Linked DNA regions of Gossypium hirsutum: region 1 is linked to region 2. The links are chromatin contacts, called in public Hi-C maps. All regions are on one chromosome and are shown on one strand. Each heading gives the region's core, a stretch centred on a gene start, on an enhancer-like site or on the middle of the called end of the contact. The rest is flanking DNA. Distances are from core to core; before and after follow the strand shown. Region 1 holds the start of LOC107934786 (probable transmembrane ascorbate ferrireductase 4). Region 2 holds the start of LOC107934799 (transcription factor bHLH30).

Region 1 (2,862 bases), core at 351-2,850, 170 kb after region 2:
TCGTGCTTAGGCAATAGTTAAATAAGTCCATTAAGGATGGCTCCAGGCCGTGCTCATGAGTTATCCCGTGTAACGCTGGAATACATCATCTCAGCATAAATAATTGAAAAAGGCTAAAATACGTTTTTGAAACTTGCTAAGCAGCTAAGGGAGTCGTATAAATGGGGCCACAACCTCAAAAGAAAGCAACACAATATTAATGGGTGAACTGCAATAATTGCAGCTTTCAGCATTCCGTTATTTTTTAATGTTTCCCAGTAGATAAAAAAAAAGAAAAGAAAAAAGAAGTGTGAATTGTGATTACAGTTTCCGGTAAGTTTACTGTAATTAACTTGCCCCTGGAATGTATTTATCAGTAAAGAAAACTTAAGGGACCATTTTTGAAGAAAGAAATAGGAACAAAAAATGATTGAGTGGTTGAAGAATAGAACCTGAGCTCCAAACAGGCTGACACAGATCAAACCCATCCAAGAATGCAGGCTGAAAAAATTAGCCACAATGCCATCTTGTCCATGGAACTTTGTCCAAATCCCAAAAACCCCACAACCTAAAGCCACCCCTTGAAGGCACAAATGCACAGATTTCTTCAAATTCCTTGAACCAGGCAACCACCTGTGTATCAATATAGCTGAAAAGAAAGAAGAACTTTCAATTGTTTGAAAAAAAGAATAATCTATTTTCACTTCATTTTCTGATTTACCTTCCCCACTTATGAGAATGAAGCCAATAACCATGAGCAAAGGATGGAGGACCTGTAAGCAACACAGATAACTTTCAAAGGCTGCAAAAGGAAATGTGAAGTAATTAAGTAGAGAATGGAGTGATAAATAAATACTCACTGCATAGATGAGGTCTTCTTGGGAGGGTAAAGAAGAGTGAGGAAGGAAGCTAGACTTGAAAAGAAGAGCCCACGAGAGGACCAAAGCTGCCACTAGGATCCCTGATATTCTAGCAAATAAGAGAGGCGGAACCAAAGGTGGAGAAACTGCAGCCATGGGCTTGTTTAGAAACATGCAACTTCAGTTTGAGTACAGCTGAGCTGATGAGTGAAGTGGCGAGAGGATAGCTACCGACACACACTCTCAGATCTAGCAGGCTGCAAAGAGTAAAGGACCAAAGACATGAGACCTTTAACAATACTTTATATGGAAAGTTTCTATATTTTATTTACTGCCTTTGATAAGATTCCCTGTAATCCTCCTATGATAAACCAGGACAATGAAATTTATAAATGGATCAAACGATCAAAAAGGCCAAAAAAAAAAAAAGACTATGAGCTGATAGTGGGGCAATGGCGTTGCTACTGCATTATGACTGGAGCCCTGAACTACTATATCTATAATAACATCTTCATTATTGTTGGGCTCCTTTTTTGGACAGTTTCTGGGCTTCTTGATTAGGGATTAATGAAATTCTTGCATTCAAAATCCAATCCATATACATTTTGACCTTCCTAACAAATTTAAGATCACTCCACTTCATTCAAGTTCAGCTGTCAGAGAAGGATGGCTTAAAAGCCAGTTGAGCTCAAGTAGATGGCTCAGCAACTGCCTTCCTCAACAATAGTTTGTCTTTGTTAGTACTGTTTGATGTTGTTACGTAAACTGTTAGATTTTGTAATCTTGTATATATAATGGTTTTTTTTGTTACTCATAAAATTTCGTCTAGTTTGATATTGTTATTGAAAAAGTGTAATTTGTTAATTTTAGATATTTAATATTACTGTCTAAAACTGTGGTCGAAAGTTAAAATATTTATTTTAGATATGATTTTAGTAATTAAAAAATCCCTATAACAATTTCTATTAACTCGATAATAACAATTACTATTAAATTAATTAATTTAAATGATATTTAAGTAATTCAATAACAACTGCTAATAATAAAAAATACTATTAAATTATCCCCATGCATCAAACCAATTTAAACTATGCATAACTCATCACATATTCATTCTTAAACATCTTAAAGTATTAAGCTAAATCATAACTTGCTTGAAGATAATTAAAAACACAAAAATAGCACAGAGGAGGGCCAATTTGTATTTTCACATCCCAAACTACAAAAGCTAAAAGTCACAACGCCACCTACCCAGCTTTTCGGTTTGGCTCAAAGAAGTGCTTTAAGTTCTAAAAGCATGTTGTTTGGGATTGTTTCTCAGGTGTAAAAGTACTTCTAGCACCCTACATGCATTGTAATATCAACTGCTGTTTGATGTTATGGTTCTAAAAAAAATTAATAAAAGAGAAAAAAGGTTAAAATTAATAGAATAATGTACTTAAAATTATTCATAATCTCTCTCCAACTTTAAAATAAGAGGATGATATATTTGAACACACTTAAACTCACGTCCTCTTGCACTAATAACAATGTCGATACCAACTAAACTAAAACTCAATCAACTTTTTAATAGTATATTTTACTGTCAATAATAATAAATTAATACTTCGAAGTGCATTTTTTAAATTTTATTTTCATCTATTTATAATATCTCGTTAACTATCTCAATAAGAAAAATGTTATATGAGCGTAAACCAGATGGTACTTCTCCTTCAACTTTTTAAGTTTTGATTAGTTTATTATTATGGCAGACCAATGAATGAAGGAATGCATGGTCCGGAAGTAGAGTTTCCTTGTGACATAATCACTTACCAACTATTATAAATTTCAAAATAGCCGATAAAAGAAATAAGGACACGGCAATTAATGATAAATTAATGGTCAAAGATGATTTCATCAGCGGTTGACAAAAAGATTGTCGATTGCGATCCTAAAGCAAGTCTAGCAATAGACTCACAAGCAGTCACTTCATAATCTTTTTATTCATAGTGATCTGCTGATATATGCTTTGATTTTTATCCCC
Region 2 (2,936 bases), core at 187-2,686:
GTGACTTTTAGAAGCCGCGAGAGCCTTAGCATCCATGATTTCTTGAGCGGTCATCTTCCCCAGCTCAGCTTGGAGCCCGAAAGGAGCTGAGCCGGGTTGAACCACCGGTCCTAGTGTGTCAGATAAGATCCTTAGATGATCAGCTGAGGTGCCATCATATGCAAACTGTAGGGAAGGAGCTCTTCTGTTGAATAAACCCCCATACGAGGTTGGCGGAGGAGGGACCAAAAAAGGGTCATCGTCTCGAACTGGGTTTCCAGTGAATAGGGCTGGATTGAAATTGTGAATCGGGGGGAGAGACCATGGTAGGATGGGAGATACTTCAGGAAATATCAGCCCTCCCCTAGTTCCTCCAAATAAATCAATATTGTGCTGTTGCTGCTGCATCTGTTGATGTTGTTGTTGCATATATAACTGTTCCTGGTAACCTTGTATGTTATGGATAGTTTGAGGACACTCTCCCTGATCTTCGTCTTTCTTTCCACACATCCCTCGATATTTCCCTTTCTTAAATCTGCCTCAAAATGGAAAGGAGAAAAAAAGATAAAAACATCGATTCAACTGCAATACATATATTTACACATATAGATATGAAGTTTTTGTATTGATGATCACTTCCTTATCCGATGTGGTGCGATACAATAAGGAAGTTGGTTTACAGTTTCGTATAGGAAGGATAAATTGGAAAAAGGGTTACGAAAAAAGAAAAGAAAAGAGAGAAAGAAAACAAACCTTCCTTTGATACATAGATGGAGTTTGCAGAGGTCTCTGAATTATGGTTGTAAATGATGTGGTTTGAGGTTGAGGTGGTGGTAAGTGGTAAAAAGAAAGAAAAGCAAAAAGGGAGAGGAGATTTCGAGTATGAAGGAAGAGGATAACTCAATCTCTATCACTTGGGGGAGGGGGTAGGTTAGTTTCTGGCAGGTCTTTGTGCCTTTGTGGGTGATACACTGACCCCTTTTTTATCCTTAGCTTCAAAATAAGCTTTGCTTTTCCCTATATGCTATCTCGGTGTTTTTTTGGTAGCTTTGTTTTCTTCTTTTTGTTTATTAATTTTTTGGTCACTGATCATCGATCTGTGCCCTTCCCTCTTCTCCACCACTCTAAATTTATAGAGTCTGCAAGCACTGTTAGTCTCCTTTGCTTTCTTCCTAAGGCATTCTCTATCCATTCTTGTAGCAATCAGGATCCTTTTTCTTTATTTAATTATATACATGTTTTATAGTAAAATTAAAATTAGTAGTAGTTTATACATGAAAGTATATCTCTCTCTATCTCTCCCTTTATAAAATAATAATATTAGTTTGCTTTTGTGATTGGTTCAAAGTATATAATTACATTCTGTGTCTGTGAGTGCAGTTGGAGAGAGAGATCGAGTGGGGGATGGGAAACACAAAAACAAAAACAAAACACAGTGAACACACAACACATACACTGTCGACAAACCAAAGACCAAAAAGGCTGATAGTATCATCATGATAAAAGGCTTAGCTAAACCCTTTTCTCTTTTCTTTTTTGGCTTTCTCCTCTCTTTACTCCCTCGACTATACTCCTCCTTTTACTTCAGTCCTTAAACTTTTTTTTCCCAAATCAAGACCTAATGTTATCAGTCTTCCCAGTTTAGTCCTCTTGGCGTTAAAAAACCTGCTGTGTCATCCAGCCAATTGTTTTTCGCCACATTTCATATGATGATGTCATTGTGACATCATCATTAAATTTCTTTTAGAAAATCTAATTTAAACCATTTCATGAAATAATCATTTTTCTTAATGTTTAACCAAGTAAAAGAAATGTGAAGAAACCATATAATTTCAAAGATTGAAAGTATATGCACGAAATGTTTAACGAAACTTATTATTATTATTATTATGCACGAAATGTGAAGAAATGTTTAACCAAACTTTTATTTTTTTATTATACTTTATTTAGGGCAGCTTACCTGAATTTCAACATGATTAATTCAGTTTTTGCAGTTTGTTTTTATTTCACCCTTTTTTTACAATTTTATTTTTATTTATAATTTCTAATAATTTTCAGTACTTTTTGTCATTTTATAAATTTTAGTATTTCTTTAATATTTTTTCAAGATTTAAAAAAAAATAGATGATGATGTCATCGTGACATCATTATATGACATGTGCCAAAAAAAAATTGGCTGGATGACTCAGCCGTTTTTTAATGTTAGGACTGAACTTGGAACACTAATAACTTTAGGTCCTAATATGGAAAAACTGATAATGTTAGGTCCCCATTTGGGACAAAATTTTTTTTAAGGACCAAAATGATAAAGTTGGTATATTTAGGGACTAAATTGTGAATTAAGGCTTTTTTTCCCTTATCTTCTTTTTCCATTTTATTTCATATTGATGCATATTGCATTGCCTCGTCCTTTTCCTACCTCGGTCAAGCCCCCACGTTCTTCAACACTCTTGGCTATTTCCACGCCACCCTTTCTGCTTCCCCAAGACCATGTAATCATTGTGTCTTGGAACACACTCCACCTTCCTGGCCCCCCCCTCCTCTCTCTCTCTCTCTCTCTACCTCTTCAGCTGCTCTTCAATTTCACGACCCTTCTGGGTTTCGGTTACATATGTGAATTTATCCATGGCTTGCCTTCCTTCTCTAATGACCCTCTACGACCATATGTATTATATAGTGCAAAGGGAATTCTGGGCACTTCTCCATTAATTATTAGTGTAGGAGTGTTGTTTCTCAAGTCCAATAACTTTATGAATTGGTTGGCACTTTCAGTCTTCATTTTCACATGCACATGTAAAGGTAGCATTGGAATGGGCTTGGCTACCTTGCAATATTTGTATATATTTCTTTTTCAGTTGGGAGACTTATTACCAAAGCATCATCAAAATATGAAGACATGGGAGCTTCTCCCATTTGCTCCCTTTCGGCAAAACTCCTAACAAAAGTACAATCATAGA

Evidence for each region. Hi-C and Micro-C count contacts between places; a contact is called where the count stands out from the background.
Region 1: a Hi-C map of leaf shows a contact between it and region 2, with 1.8 times the contacts expected there. The contact joins the promoter of LOC107934786 here to the promoter of LOC107934799 in region 2. A contact is called at or near these places in 2 of 34 Hi-C or Micro-C datasets (both in leaf).

What each region holds. Positions count from the first base shown.
Region 1 is chrA12:96,210,991-96,213,852 of Gossypium_hirsutum_v2.1, forward strand. It overlaps LOC107934786 (probable transmembrane ascorbate ferrireductase 4), which reads right to left and starts at 1,601. Exons shown (of 4, transcript XM_016867291.2): 1 at 840-1,601; 2 at 701-752; 3 at 432-628. The coding sequence starts at 1,013.
Region 2 is chrA12:96,040,821-96,043,756 of Gossypium_hirsutum_v2.1, forward strand. LOC107934799 (transcription factor bHLH30) reads right to left here and starts at 1,437. Exons shown (of 3, transcript XM_016867310.2): 1 at 733-1,437; 2 at 1-514. The coding sequence starts at 489.